Regions from separate parts of the Zea mays genome. Here region 1 is linked to region 2. A link is a contact called in public Hi-C data. All regions are on one chromosome and are shown on one strand. Each heading gives the region's core, a stretch centred on a gene start, on an enhancer-like site or on the middle of the called end of the contact. The rest is flanking DNA. Distances are from core to core; before and after follow the strand shown.

What was found. A called contact is a pair of places that touch in the nucleus more often than the background predicts.
Region 1: a Hi-C map of tassel shows a contact between it and region 2, with 1.5 times the contacts expected there. The contact joins two enhancer-like sites. A contact is called at or near these places in 4 of 25 Hi-C or Micro-C datasets (ear, endosperm, leaf and 1 more).

The regions. Positions count from the first base shown.
Region 1 is chr5:138,867,329-138,871,549 of Zm-B73-REFERENCE-NAM-5.0, forward strand. No RefSeq gene overlaps it. Among protein-coding and RNA genes, the nearest start is that of LOC103626938, 66 kb to the right of the region's middle. Within about 2 kb of position 2,898, at least 16 of the 20 cell types and tissues checked have an H3K27ac peak or open chromatin away from gene starts, as enhancers often do. A contact at or near this core is called in ear, leaf and tassel, where this site is marked.
Region 2 is chr5:138,637,751-138,642,475 of Zm-B73-REFERENCE-NAM-5.0, forward strand. No RefSeq gene overlaps it. Among protein-coding and RNA genes, the nearest start is that of LOC103628483, 27 kb to the left of the region's middle. Within about 2 kb of position 1,906, at least 13 of the 20 cell types and tissues checked have an H3K27ac peak or open chromatin away from gene starts, as enhancers often do. A contact at or near this core is called in ear, leaf and tassel, where this site is marked.

The DNA of each region.
Region 1 (4,221 bases), core at 1,648-4,147, 230 kb after region 2:
ACGGGATAACCAACTCTACGCCAAGTACAGTAAATGTGAGTTCTGGATTGATGAGGTGCCATTCCTTAGACATATCATTTCTAATGGTGGGATATCAGTGGATCCTGCTAAAGTCAAGGAGATAGTGGCGTGGAGCATACCCAGTACAGTTACTGAAGTCCGGAGTTTCTTGGGACTTGCATGCTATTATCGGTGATTTATTCAAGGGTTCTCTAAGATTGCTAAGCCTATGACCTCACTTCTGGAGAAGGGGAAGAGAGTTTAAGTGGGACTCGAAGTGCCAAGATAGCTTTAATCAACTGAAGTTTGGATTGATGTCACCCCCAGTGTTGGTTATGCCAGATCTACAGAAGGAATTTGACATTTATTGTGATGCATGTGGCCAAGGCTTGGGATGTGTGCTTATGCAAGAAGGACACGTAATCGCCTATGTGTCTCGTCAGTTGCAGAAACATGAGTTGAACTATCCCACTCATGACTTAGAACTGGCAGCCATAGTGCATGCACTTAAGATATGGAGACATTATGTCATGGGAACCAAGTGTCAAGTGTACACGGATCATAAGAGTTTGAAGTACATATTCACTCAGAAGGATCTCAACCTTAGGCAACGCCGATGGTTGGAGCTTATTAAGGATTATGATTTGGAGATTCACTATCACCCGAGCAAGGCGAATTTGGTTGCAGATGCCTTGAGTCGGAAGGAGCACGTTCATTCCACTATTGTTGCCCAGCTACCCGATGAGATTGTTGAGGATTTCAGGAGACTCAACCTGGGAATTGTTGCGCATAGTGAAGGATTCACCATCGAATTGGAACCTACCTTGGAGCAAGAAATTCGTAAGGGTCAGGTTGGTGATGCTAAAATTCAAGAGATTAAGGATCTGATTACTGAAGGTAGAGGTTCAGAATTCACGGAGGATGAGCAAGGCACTGTATGGTTCAAGGATCGGATATGTGTTCCGGAGATTGATAGCCTTCGTGAGACTATATTGAAAGAAGCCCATGATTCTGATTACTCTATCCACCCTGGTAGCACTAAGATGTATCAGGATTTGAAGCAGAAGTACTGGTGGTATGGGCTGAAAAGAGATGTTGCTGCACACGTGGCTAAGTGTGATGTGTGTCAAAGAGTCAAGGCCGAACATCAAAGACCAGCTGGACTATTGCACCCGCTTAAGATACCCGAGTGGAAATGGAAATAAATTGGTATGGATTTCATTGTTGGACTACCCCGCACTCTTGCAGGGTATGACTCTATTTGGGTGATTGTGGACAGACTGATGAAAGTGGCTCATTTCATACCTGTGAGGACTAATTACACGGGAGCCAAGCTAGCAGAATTGCATATGACTTGGATAGTTTGTCTACATGGGGTGCCTTAGAAGATTGTGTCAGACCAAGGATCACAATTTACATCTCGGTTTTGGAAGAATTTGCATGAGAGCTTGGATACACAGTTGAATTTTAGTTCGACCTACCATCCTCAAACTGATGGGCAGACCGAGAGAACCAACCAAGTGCTGGAGGATATGTTGAGGGCTTGTGCCCTTAAACATGGTGGTAGTTGGGATAAGAGCTTACCATATGCAAAGTTCTCGTACAATAATAGCTACTAGGTCAGTTTGAAGATTTCACCGTTTGAGGCTCTATATGGCAGAAAATGCAGGACTCCACTGTATTGGGATCAAACTAGTGAAAGGCAGTTCTTTAGGCCTGAACTTATACAAGAGGTAGAAGAAGAAGTTCGAATCATAAGAGAGAATTTGAGAATTGCACAATCAAGGCAGAAGAGCTATGCTAATACCCGGAGAAGACTACTAGAGTTTAAGGAGAGTGATCACGTGTATCTCAAGGTGTCACCAATCTGAGGTATGAGGAGATTTAAAGTTAAAGAAAAGTTGTCCCCTCTCTTTATTGGACCTTTCTTGATCTTAAAGCGAGTGGGAGAGGTGGCATACCAACTGTAACTACCCAATCATCTTGCGGATATACATGATGTCTTCCATGTATCTTAGTTGAAGAAATGTCTCAGGGTACCTGAAGAGCAGCTACCAATGGAGGATCTTAGTGTTCAAGATGATCTGACTTATGCAGAATATCCTATCAAGATTCTTGATAATTTGACTCGAGTTACAAGAAATAAAGTTATTAAGATGTGCAAAGTGCAATGGAGCCATCATGGAGAAGATGAAGCTACTTGGGAGAAAGAAGAGCTTCGCATAGATTTTCCCCATCTCTTCCCTAGTTCTACCTAAATCTCGAGGACGAGATTCTTTGTAAGGGGGTAGGATTTGTAATACCCAAAAAGTGAGATTAATAGAATGTACAAGAAATGATAAATGTAAAAGGTTCATTTGACCACTTTTGTTGTCATTCTCATTTTTGCATATAACAAATCATGGGATTAACCTTGACTACCAATAAATATACTAAATAAAAGAATGGTGCATCATGATGGAGTTCAATTTCTTGTGCATTTAATGATAAAAATATAACCATAATAAAAAAACACATTAATAATGAAAAGGTAATTCTGACCTAAATTTGAAACTTAGAATTTGAAAAAGGAGAGAAAAGAAAAGAGAAAGGATATAAAAATATAAACAATATATATAGATAAATATATCTCCAAATTGGTACTTCTTATGGCGCAATATAATCTGAGGATAAGTTTGACACAAGTTTGAATTTAAACTAGGAACTAAATTTGAATTAGAAAGGGAGAAAACGAAATAGAAAAAAAGAATAAAAGAAAAGACAAAAACCTCATATGGGCCTCGGAGTACCAAATCAGCCCAAACCGAATGCCACCCGCGCGGCCCATCCTCAACCGAGTTCGTGCACCGACAGGTGGGCCCTAGCAACTAGTCAACCTCCCTCGTCGCGACCAGCTTCTCACCGACGTGATGGACCCACTGGGAAGTTGCACGTCTCGCGCTCGCTCTCACCTCACACAGGATCGTGGGGCCCGGACATCAGTTGCTCGGCACGCGTCACTTGCGAGTGGGGCTGGGTGGACTCGTTCCTCTCCAACCACTTTGCGCACCGATGGAGGAAGCTCGCCACCAAAATCAGGGAAGCTGTTGCCCCATCTCGGCCATCTCGTGTCTATATGGAGTGCTAAAAACCCTGACCGTTCTCTCTTACCTCTCCCTGTGCTGAGGATTTCGGAACAGTCGCATCCCACAATCACCATTGCCACCGTGAGCCGAGGGGAGAGATCGCCGCCACCGGTGTTCTTCAGAGTTCCCTAATAGCCTGAACCCCGCCAACGGCGCCGGACCTCTCGTGGGTCACCAGATATCGATACACGACAAAATCGGGCGTAGTGGTGGATTGGAACCTCGGAAATTTCTCACCGTCGGGCGAGCACCGTCGCGGTCCGCCTGTTGCCATGGTCAGCTCCTCTGCACACACACAAACCCGAGTCAGTCCCCAATTCTCTAGATCGCTAGGTTCTCCACATCGCGTAGTAGGCCTCGTAGCGAAGAATCGCATAGTTAATGGCCGTTTAGCGTGGCTCCAGTGAACACTACGGCCGCGCTGGTGGGCTGCGCCGCCATCGTGTGGCGAGGTTGGTGAAGACGCCGCTCGGGCCGTAGATCAGAAGACGGATGGCTGAGATTAGATGCTAGGGTACCGGTTCGGTTAGTTTGATCCTGACCGTAGCATCTGATCGGACGAGTCAGGCCGGATCCGAAATAATTAAATCCACACCGTTGACTGGTGATCCGAGGGATCTCGTTGCATACCTGTTCGTCGTAGGTGGGATCTAATCCACGCCGCCCGCGCGAGATCCAATGGCCCGATTTAGACGATACCCCTTCGCAGTGCCATTTTTCTAAAGAGCCCTCCCATTTTTAGAAAACCAACCTGCAGTCCACTCGGGTTATTCACTGAGTCTAGGATAACTTACCAGCTAGCCCATGCACTTCTCGGAAATTGATGTGCAGTCCAGAGGGAAATAAAATAGGAAATTAATTATAGGAATTTATTTTAAATACAAAAATAATTCTAGCAACTTGTATAATTCATAATAAATTCATATGAACTCCAAATTAACCCATTCCAATTTCTAAAATTTTGTAATATTATTGTTTATCACCTAATGTCTCTGTTTTGACATGAAAACAGTAACAAAGTTTATTTCTTAGTTAATCTTGTATCAAATGCATAAAACCTTTGGAAATTCATAACTTAAAATCCATAACTCCAAAA
Region 2 (4,725 bases), core at 656-3,155:
AAGTTATAGATCTCGTACAAAGATATATAACTTTATAGTTGACAACATTTTATTTCAAATTAGTTATCCAAGAAAAAATATGTTTGATTTTTTTATATTTTGAAATTTTAAATCATCGAACAAGAAAAATATGTTTGAAATTAGAGGCGCACATGATTACTTCGCCAATCTCAAGAATTTATCAGTCTTCAGGAAATTCGGAGAAGTAGGATTTACATGGATGGATACATTGAAATGTAATTCAAGAAAAAGTTGTGCCTCTTTATAGTCAATTGTGTGACAACCTCCTTTGCTCTTTAGATGTCCACTACTTCTCGTGATGACTTCGCTCTATTGGAAAATAGTATTTTTTGGCAGCTAAGGCCCTGTTTGGGAGAGCTTCACTTCAAGAATTTCAATTTCGTTCGAATTTCTTCAACCCAAACAGGTCCAGCTCCACGAGCTTTAGTTTTTAAAAAAATCGAAACTAGAGGCCCGTTTCATGAAATTCATGAAGCTCCTTAGGGGTGCTTCAAAAACACTGTTTTTATATCTCCTCATGAAGCTGTACGAAAATTACCCACCATGACACTGGTTACGCAACATACAACTTTCGTTCTCTCTGATGACAACCCACTAATCATCAAGGGTAATCAAGGAAACCCACACAAATCAATTATACTATAGAAGTTGGAGTCCATATACAAACCAAACGCTCCTGAAACTCACCTTAACAATTTGCTGGAGCTGTTTTATAGTGAAACTGGAAAACCAAAGCTGAAGTTTTTGAAGCAAAGCTCTCTCAAACAGGCCCTAAGAACCATAGAAAATAGGGGTTTTCTTGTGAAAATAGCTTATTTTTTGGCTTTAGTGTTATTTTTGGCCGTCGGCAGTGGTCGCCAAAAATAAGCCATTTTTGGGGACTTGATCCTGCCACCGAAAATAAGTTGGTGTATTTTGAGTCTAGTGGTAGCATCCGAAAATAAGTTGGTGTATTTTGAGTCTAGTGGCAGCATCCGAAAATAAGTTGGTGTATTTCATGGATCTAAAATTTCCATGCACATCCATATATACAGATCACATCCGTACACTTATACAAATCACATGCATATTTTATCAATCCACATTCAACATCACATACACATGCTCATATTATTCAATATTCATTCATCACATTCTATTAACCAAGTGTGCGTATATTACCCAATCATCAATGTTATACAATCACAATCAAAATATTCAAGTATCATCGTCAAATTGAGTGAATATGTTAAGTATGATCTAGCAAAAACATATGGAAAGTTAGGACAATTGGAGTTATGTCCGCTACCACTGGAAGTGAATATTTTATTATTGAATATTTAATTGATAAAGTCAGTAGCTTGATCATCTTGCAATAATGAACAAAGTCCACCATTAGAGAACCTTTCTACAGAGCGAGAGAGTGGACATGGCGAAGCCGAAGGGAACGTGGGGAATATCCGTCGTGGGCGACTCCTGCCTACGCCACCGTTTAGAGGCCAATAAGGGCTCGGATAGCTTCACCAGCACATACGGATCATGTTATTGCGAGTTTTCGGGCGAGGAAGTTCACGAAGTGACCAAAATTCCTTGCCGGAGCAAGGCCGCTGGCCGATGTGTGCCGTGGACCGAGCACGTCGCTACACTACTCTTGATGAGACAATAACCATTTTGTTCTCCATCGACTACTATGCGTTTATCATCCCTCGAATCAATGTTTTGTGCGTGGGGCCGGGGTCTGATGTAGTCCGGCAACGCCGCTGCCGCGGGCGGCACATGAGCCGCCGCAAGGGTGGTCGGGAGGTTAGTGAGAGCATGGTGTCCGTTGATCCAGAAACGAACGATCGATATTAGAACATAGAATACCCATTCGTTGTTTTAAATCCAAGGCGCTGATCTAGATATCTAGGGCTCGGATTTGATCGAGGCGTGGAGCGCAGCGGGCCGTTGATCTCCGACCTAACGAGCCATATAGCATACCGATTCAGCATGATTCACATTATAATATGAGTCGTCGGCTTTTGATGGGATGGCTCAAATCTGTCCATACCCCTTCCCGAGTGAATGTTGCAAAAAGATTCCCTGCATTTGCTAGGAATTAACCTGCCATCCTGTTTAGTTCAAAAAGTATTACGATCTAGTCCATAAACTTATGATTTAGACATCTGAAGCTTTTAAATATAGTAACCACCATCCATGAATTTCATAATAAATATATAATTGATTCTAAAATAAATTTTGAGTATAAAAACAATTCTAGAAATCTTAGAAAAAACCATAATTTCTCCGTTTTAGCTTCGATGTTAGTGTTTCTCGAACCTGCGTTCTCGTAGCGACGCATAGAATATTATCATGCAGTTTGTTTACATGTTTTGGTGTAATGTTGTTGTATCCATTATTTTCTTATTTGTATGTATTGCTACGCGTAGAAGAGAGGTCACGAGGGATCTAAAACGCAACTTTGGTAGAGCACCTGAGCAGTTGGATTTGCAAGTGTAAGTCAAGTTGTGTCCTTGATCACATTCTTTGGCCTAATAATATTATTTGTTATGTTCTCACCAATGCTTGCACTGTTAGGTCAACTTGATGGGATCTAATAGGTTACCTAGTTTTGTTTACCCTATACCTTGAATACAAGTGAATTATTGAGTAGTCTTGCTATTGCTCTGCCTGGTTTTGGGATTAAAATTATATCTGAATTATGATCATGCCTTATTACTATTGTTGGCTTTATTATTGTACATGATAAGATCATTTTTTAATTGCAACATGGAGCGATCACCCAAGACAACAGTGCTACCATAAGAATATATGGCTCTGGTCTTGGCCAATTAATTAGGATAGCTAGTGTGAGATAATCCTTTCCTGAAAACGATAAGCGGGGAGTGAGTCGCTGCAAAGCATAGTGCTAGCTATAATTACTGCGATGGGGGTTACAGAACGTGGAAAAAGGCCTATGCTTCCTTCTTTCTGAAACTGTAGCAGGTTTCCTCATGCTAGTGGAACTTTGTAAAAGCCTTTTAGTGAGCCCTTGTCCACTCACCTTGGTAGTGTTTAAGGGTTTACACAACCCGAGGCAAATAAGGGATCACGACTTATGTGTAAAGATGTGCCACCTCTGTAAAGTATAAAACTGATATATCAGCTGTGCTAACTGTCATGAGCGGCTCAAACCCTCACATGAGTAATTTATGGAATTAAAATTAACCTTTCATGCATTGCATTGTGGGATTTCTATATTGATCAAGTATTTGATTGGGTTGGTATTTACTTATACTTAGTAATTGCTGATAAAATTTTGACCAATTTAATTAAAAGCAAAGCTCAGCCTTAACCAAATTTCTTGGTAAGTCTTATACTACACTTTACCCACACTTGCTGAGCGATGGCCGTATAGGAGCTCACCCTAGCTAAAATCACACCAGGTCAAGAACAAGTGCCCCCAGAAGAGGACTACTACGATGAGTTCGATGAGATCTAGGTGTCGTCGCCCAGTTAACCGCGGCGTGGAGATAATTATCATAGTTCAATTTATTGCATTATCAGTTATTTTGTAAGACATTCTCGTTATGTAATAAAAAATAAGTCATTTGTCTCTATACACTTAGTCATTGTATGTGTGAATCTTGGCATCGTGGTAGGCGGCTCGGTGACGATGAGGCAGCCAAACAACGACGACACGATGGGTGAGTGGCAGGGATGCAGTGGTGCAGCCTTGGGCGGGCGCGATCGAGGGTGGGTGCGGTGGTGCGGGATAGGGCGGTGGGGGGCATGGGCACCCAGCACTAGTGGATGAGCGACGAGGGCATGCAGCTACACATCTACGAGGACTAACGGGGTACCGTGATAGTGTAGGGTGATGTAGGGCGGTGGGTGAGGAGGTGAGGAGAGCAAGAGGCGTGAGGGCTCAACACGTGGGCTTGGTCGATAGTGGCGACAACACATGGCGATGGGGGTAGCGTAGGATGCGATGTCGCTAGTGGCGCTTGGCGGCGACGATGACAATAACATGGGATGGTGGCGAGCAGGTGGGCTTCCCGTGCCCGTGCCCATCCTCGGGCATTTATATATATCTTATTCTCTGTGGCCACCCTATCAGGCACAATAAATAAAGCTTTACTTTTTTATGGCTTCCACCTGGCCATCAAAAATAAACCTTTATTTTTGACAGCGTCTGACGGATTGGTAACTGGAAAACACCTTATTTTCAGCAGCCGACACTAGTCCAAAAAATAACGTGTCGGTCTTTAAAACATAAATATTTGTTTTTTGGGGGCTTCAAACTTTATTTTTGGTGGTGTTTGACATGTTGGTCGCTCAAAACTACCTTATTTTTAGTGGCAGGCACTAGTCACCCAAGATTAGAGATGTTCAAATGTGCGGCACGGTCCGATCCGGCCCGAGCCATTGAAGCACGACCTGTTTAAGTGCAGCACGGTTAGACTCAAATAGCTCTTCGTGTCGGGATGGGCTGCACGACGGGTCGAAACCACTGAATGAGCCGTCACATGACAGGTCAAACCGTGCTGGGCCGACCAGTAAGCTCGACTCGAAAACAGATATCATGCCAATCTGAGCCCGCTACGAACACAATTACATATATCACAAATAATACATATCATAAATAAATAATAAATCTTAAATAAAGGATAGAATGTTCGTGCAATGATTGGCTTGGCTCAGTAAACATGCCAACTCCATAGTTCGTTTAGTAACGGGCCGTGT